2 separate regions of the Hordeum vulgare genome follow, and region 2 is linked to region 1. A link is a contact called in public Hi-C data. All regions are on one chromosome and are shown on one strand. Each heading gives the region's core, a stretch centred on a gene start, on an enhancer-like site or on the middle of the called end of the contact. The rest is flanking DNA. Distances are from core to core; before and after follow the strand shown. Region 1 holds the start of LOC123403264 (calcium uptake protein, mitochondrial-like). Region 2 has its middle 13 kb from the start of LOC123402701.

Region 1 (3,294 bases), core at 373-2,872:
ACAAGGAGAAGGTTGCGTAGTAGACATCATGACACACCGCATGATCATCCATATTCATGACTCTACAAAGCCAAAACGCGCCAACATGTGTTCAAGGAGTATCCACTCTACCCTATCATATGCTTTCATCATGCCCAACTTAATCGCACACTGGGCCTTTTTTTCCTTTTCCGAGTCCCCAACGCACGCACACACTCATACGCCACTAAAATGTTACCAGTGATAAGCCTGCCCGGTATAAAGCGCTTTGTTCCTCTGAGATCATAACTGTCGGCACACCCTTCGGCCTATTTGTTAACACCTTTGCAAGTATTTTATAAAGCACGTTGCACTAGCTGATCGGTCGAAACTGAGAAACTAACTCCGGTGAGTTAATCTTTGGAATCATTACTATAACAATATCATTAAAACCGTCCTGAGTAGCTGAACCGTCCAGAAAATCTCTGATTACCTTACATGCATCCCCTCTAAGGGCATGCACAATGATGACATATGAATACAGATGTCCCATGACAAAAAGTAGTTTGAAGCATTTATGTTGATTTTTTTTCTCCCCAATGCAAGCTATCATTAGTGGGCCTGAGCAAAAAATAGAAAATAAAGACTCTAATACACATGCATCTCTACTTTTCATCCTAATATTTTCAACTTTTTTACATCGGATCATACCTTTTCTCTTCAAGCACGTGACTCCTGCAAAGAATCCTGTTTCCTCATCTGAATCTACTTTTTCTCGCATCCGATCTTACATGGAATACGAAGCATCACCTTGAGGCTACGCATTGAACATGCCCTGACCAACTTTCCGGGGCGTTGGTAGAATAGAGAAGGGAGTCCATGAGGACCCAGTGCTTTTATGAGCCCCATCTGAAAAAGTGCACGCTCAATTTCATCATCCGTGATGACTTATTATTCATATCCTTAGAAACTCTCTCTCAATATGCTGCATCACTCTGTCCATCTAATTTGAACCATCTAATGTAAAAAGCTTTTTTATAAAAGGTACTTTCTTTATAAACTAATATAAAAATATTTAGATCACTAAAGTAGTTTATGGAGGAAGTAGCTGCCAAAGAACTCATCTCTTCATTAGTGGTGCATTTGCATCCATCCTCTTGCAACAGGGCCTTAACTGTGTTTTTTCCTTTTCGTATGAGAAGCTCTGTTTTGAAAATATTTGGTGTTTTGGTCGTCCCATTGTTACCAATCAATCCTCGACCGCTGATTATAATTAATTTCTCCCCGTTCGTACATGTTGGCATGTTGCCGATGGGGATGAATTTCCGAACGTCGCATGTGAATGCCGTGCTATATGTCTGAAGATCGAACCCGATTCCATGGGCGAGCACGCCACTTCATCGGCGCGCAGATCAGAGGAGGGTGGCCACGTGATAGCCGTACTAGTAGCCAAAGAAAGCACAAACGGGATGCGGCACAGCAAGCGGAGGAGTTGCAGCAGGAAGAAGAAGCATTTCCTCTGTTGTTTTCCTCACGAACCGATGGAAAAGCAGCAGCAGCAGCAGCAGCAGCAGCAGCAACTTGGTTGGGTCGTGCTCGTGTCGCATGGGTCGAGGCGATGGCGCTAGAAAACCGGTCGGGTCGTCGTCTCGCGACCGACCATAAAAGGGGCCCCAATAATGGCAGCTTTTAGCCCCACGCTAATCTCCCGTTCCTTGCCTCACATTTCGGCCAGCCAGGCCACCGCGTCCCACCCGTGCGCCCCCGCATCGCCGCTTCCTCTCCTTCCCTTCCCCTTCCCTTCCCTTCCGAGAACGCACGTCAATCCCACCACCGCCATGGCCGCGCTGGCCCGCGCCTCGCTCCTCCGATCCGCCGTTCGACGGCTCCGGGCCTTCTCCACGGCCGCCGCCGAGGGCGCCGCGCCCCGCCGCGACGCGAGGGCTACAGCGGCGGCCGCGCTGGCTGCCGGGTCGGGGCTGGGGATCTGGCTGCTCCCCCCGTCGCCGCAGCCGCTCGCGGACTCTGGCCAGGGGGACTTCGCCGTGGCGCAGGCGGGCTTTGGGGACGTGGGCGCCGTGGAGGAGCCCGAGGAGGAGAAGCGCAGGTTCCTCTTCCGAGGTGCGTGCCCTTCGTTTTTGATCTCACGTACGGCTGCACCCATGCATGGAGTATAATTCGCAAAAGCTTTATAACCTGGTCAAACAATTCATGTGGAATTTTGCGAAGCAAGTTTCCGTTTGCAATTTTGTGAGCCAAGTTTCTGTTACTCTTGAGTTTTGTGAGGACAGAGAAACGATTTTCGTATGGATCGGCCACTCGACGAATAGGGCTCTTCCTCCGATCGTGTGCCGAGCCAACATTCTCGCCATTTCTTCTCCTCAATCCTAACGCTCACATGACGGATTCCTGGAAGCGGCGCAATTGCTCACCGTCCTTTTTCTCCGCTTCGCTTTGCAGACTCGTATCGCAGAAGGGTGTTCTTCAACTATGAGAAGCGCATTCGGACGCGCAGCCCTCCTGAGAAGGTAACCACGTCGTGCTGCATGCACTGTGATTCAATAGATTACTATACTGTTCTAATTGTGGTGTTCTTCCTGGTAGATCTTTGAGTACTTTGCGTCCATCCGGAACCCGGAGGGCGAAGTCTACATGTTACCTGCGGACTTGATGAGGGCTATTGTTCCCGTTTTCCCTCCATCCGAATCTAATGTTGTCAGGGAAGGAAGACTCAGAGGGGAGCGCAACCCTGGTGAGCTACAGTGTGCTCCTTCTGAGTTTTTCATGCTGTTCGACACAAACGGCGATGGGCTCATCTCCTTTGCCGAGTAAGTGCTTCTTGCTTCATCTGAAATGCCTAGCATATTTTCCACTTGACGTGGTATCCAATTTTCTATCCGTTAGGAAGGTTTTTGTAGTTTGTCTAACTATTATCATACAATTTGTAATGTAATATTCCCTCCGTTCCTAAATATAAGTCTTTTTAGAGATTTCACTAAGTGACTACATACAAAGCAAAATGAGTGAATATACACTCTAAAATATGTCTATATGTAGTCTCCCGGTAAAATCTCTAAAAAGACTTATATTTAGGAACGGAGGGAGTACTTAACAAAGCTGCCACATAGATATTACATCGGTAATGCCTATTGAGCTTGAATCTCCTCAACGAGCATGCATGTTTTCTTATAGATAATAATACATGTATGTATATAGGTGCAACTATGGTATTAGGCTATCAGCATTTGCATGCCTCTACCCTTTTAGTCTGTTACAAGTGTGGTTTTATATTTTCTGCAACCATTAGTGCTGTCAACTAAATGCATTTCTTAAACT
Region 2 (3,294 bases), core at 430-2,929, 600 kb after region 1:
CGGCCTCGGAACATCAACACGTCGCAACGCTACCTAGGCTCAACAGAGAGGCCAGCCCGCCGGTCTAAATCCTAAGCGTGCAGGGGTCATGGGCCCATCACCCTTTGCGCTCCTGCATGATGCGAGGGCGGCCGATGTCAGTCCTGGCACCTCTTATACAAGAACGATGCTTATCCGGGCCACTCGGGCGCGCACCGCTCCATTGCTGACGTCTGAAGAGCTTCGATTGATACCACGGCGTCGAGTACCCATAACTTCTCCCACGTAGACGGTTAGTGCAAAAAGGTCTTCGACCAACCCAGATCAAATACCCAAATCCTTAGCATTTTAATTAACTCATCATCTCATCCACGCGGGAATCCACCCGCAACACATCATTCATGTTCCCAGTAGCACGGTCAAGTAACTATGTGGTTGTAACATCAGAGGGATCCGAGGTATCACCCTCGATGGATTCCGAATGATGTAACCGTCAAGGTGGTCAGGGATGAATCACCCTCGGTGGACCACGCTTGATGGGTTGTACGACAGAGTCGTTATCGGAGGTGGTGAAGGAGGAATCACCCTCCGAGAACCACCGCCGGTCAACTACTCCACAACGCTAACATCGGAGTATGTAACAAGGTATCACCCTCGGTACTCGATAGTAGTTGTGCAACGTCGTACAACTAAGGGGTGTGTGAGTGTTGTGTCGGGTCTTGGCTCGTCGATCAGTTGATCGAGACTTGACGATAAAGCGGGGGCAACTGGACTAAGGGGGCAAAGGGGATGGCTGATCCACCTATACTAAGCAGTTTTAAGGTGAAATAGAATAATGCATCAGTTTATCAAAAACATGACATGCATCAGATATAGGAGCTAACTACAATAGTAGCAAAATTCTAATGCAAGCATGAGGGAGAAAGAATAGGCGATATAGGAATGATCAAGGGGGGTTTGCTTGCCTTGTTGCTCCGCGGCAAAGGGTTGCTCGTCAGATGGGTAGTCGTACCCGACAGCAACGTCAGTCTCGGGGTCTACCGGAGAGAAGAGGGGAAGAAACAATAAATAACAGCAACAGGTGCAAATACGATGCATGGCATGGCAATATGCATGGCTAGGCATGTACTAACACAGTATCACCCGTCATAGACGGATCGGAAAAATATCACATGATATTTTCTCGGTCTGTGTCAAGTACCGGACAAATGAAAACGGGGAGGAAAGTTCCATGTTCATCATGTTAGAGGCATGTGACAAATGAACAGGTAGCGTATTCGGATTTGTTGGATTTTTCTAAGCAACTTTCATGTATAAATTATTTTCATCTCAATTACGTTTATTTTTCTATTTATTTTTAAAATTTTAAATATTTTCTAAAATTATTTTAACTATTAAATTCGACAGAGAAGGAAAAATGAAGTCATCATGAGGTCACATTGACGTCAGCAGTCAACTATGGGGCTGACTGGTCAAACCTGGTCAAACCTGACCAATGGACCCCACGTGCCATAGGCTCAGGGTTAAACATATTTTATTAGTTCTAAAAGCTGATTTAATTAGCAAGTGGGGTCCATGTGTCAGTGTCATATTAGGTTATTTAATTAATTTAACTTAATCTAATTACTGGATTAGTCAGCTGGCAGGGGTGGCCCACCTGTCAGTGACTAGGGCTGCCCAGTCAGCCAGTTGACCAAGTCAACTGGTCAACCAGAACCGCGGGCCCCGCAGGTCAGTGACCCTGCGAGTGGCCCCGACCCACCACGTCAGCGGCGGCCGGCGTTTGGCACCGGAGTAGCTCTCGCGAGCACCAGAGAAGCGGGCGAGGCTCGGGTTTCGCGTTGGATTGATCAAATCGAGCGTCGTTTCCTCCTATAGCGAGCTGAGATCATCGTGGATCTGTTCCAAGCTTCAGTTCGAGCAATGGTGGCCTGTAGCGAGTTCAGCGTCGGCGCCGGCGGAAGAAGCTTCAGGCGTCAATGGCAGCGAGCAAACCAGCACGCAAACGACCTATCTAGCACGGGGAATCGAAGCAGGGGACGTCCTGGAGCACGCTCGTGGCACTTAGGTGCTCAAACGCACGCACGGCACGAGCACATCGGCAATGGCGGCGAACAGAGCTCGGTTGCGAGGCCAGCTAACTAAAGGAGCTACGGGAGCGCACTAAGGGAGAGGGGCGGCTAGAGGAGTTCACTGGCATCTCTGGGAAGGCCCGATGGAGGAGCTGGTGCAATGCAGACGACGAATCGACGGCGGTGCTTCCTCGGACCCGAGGAGGAAGAAGAAGAATGGCGACGGCGTGGTTGCCTTCGAGGGTAGATCCACATCACGTGGAGGACGAGGAGATTGGCGCGGAGCTTGTGGGTGCCTTGGCTGAGCACGAGAGGGCGTGTGGCCACGGCTAGCCAGGAGCCATGACGGTGGCTGCGCGAGTCTGAGCAGGGAGAGGCGCGCGACGCGAGAGGGAGGGGAAAGAAGGGGGCTAGGGTTCGGGGGGTCGACGGGTAGGTCTTGTAGGCGCCGCGGGGCGGGGCGCTGGATGCGTGCCACGGCAATGGGGGAGGCCGGTGGCGGCCATCGCCACGGCCACGTCTCCCCCTGTGAGCAGTGGGAGGAAGACGACGGGCGAGATGGGCTAGGCCGACAGGGTCACTCAGGCTCAACGAGAGAGGCCTTTTTATTTTTGTTTTATTTTCCTTTTTTTGTTCTGTTAATTATTTATTTTTGTGATAATATACACTGGTAAAAAAAGGGGACTTAGCCCATTAATTGAAATTTAATAATTGGCACTGCCACAAAAAAGTATGGAATTTATTTGAACATGTTGACACTTTTTCATAATTCAAACGAGCATTTAAAATTGGTTTTTGGCTCTGTTTTTAAAGGTAGGGTCCACACCAGGGGACATGTGATGTTGTTTTTCTTAACATTATTTATTTTGATTTTTCTATAAAAGGTGCAACATTTTTATATGATGTTTGAGGATTTATTTTAGGTTATCACAATAAAATTTTAGGGCATTTAATAGTGGAATCTGAAATGAGATATGAAATCCATATTAATCATGCACTGTTTAGCAAAATAATTAGGCATTATTATGGGTATTACTATAGCTTAATTGTAATGATCGCATAATCTAAAAATGTTACAGTCAATAAGAGGCAAATAAAAGAAAGCAGGCACAAGAAAGGATGACGCCACAAGTAAGAGAAAGCAGGCACAAGAAAGGATGACGCCACAAGTAAGACGTCTTTGGATGCTTGATGGATGACCTTCGCTCTTTTGGCCCGTCCTCTTGCATTGTGGTTTAAGAGG

Evidence for each region. Hi-C and Micro-C count contacts between places; a contact is called where the count stands out from the background.
Region 2: a Hi-C map of leaf shows a contact between it and region 1, with 5 times the contacts expected there. The contact joins the enhancer-like site here to the promoter of LOC123403264 in region 1. A contact is called at or near these places in 2 of 6 Hi-C or Micro-C datasets (leaf and seedling).

The regions. Positions count from the first base shown.
Region 1 is chr6H:357,952,330-357,955,623 of MorexV3_pseudomolecules_assembly, forward strand. It overlaps LOC123403264 (calcium uptake protein, mitochondrial-like), which reads left to right and starts at 1,623. Exons shown (of 9, transcript XR_006611443.1): 1 at 1,623-2,079; 2 at 2,419-2,486; 3 at 2,563-2,786.
Region 2 is chr6H:358,550,097-358,553,390 of MorexV3_pseudomolecules_assembly, forward strand. No RefSeq gene overlaps it. Among protein-coding and RNA genes, the nearest start is that of LOC123402701, 13 kb to the right of the region's middle. Within about 2 kb of position 1,680, at least 3 of the 3 cell types and tissues checked have open chromatin away from gene starts, as enhancers often do. A contact at or near this core is called in leaf and seedling, where this site is marked.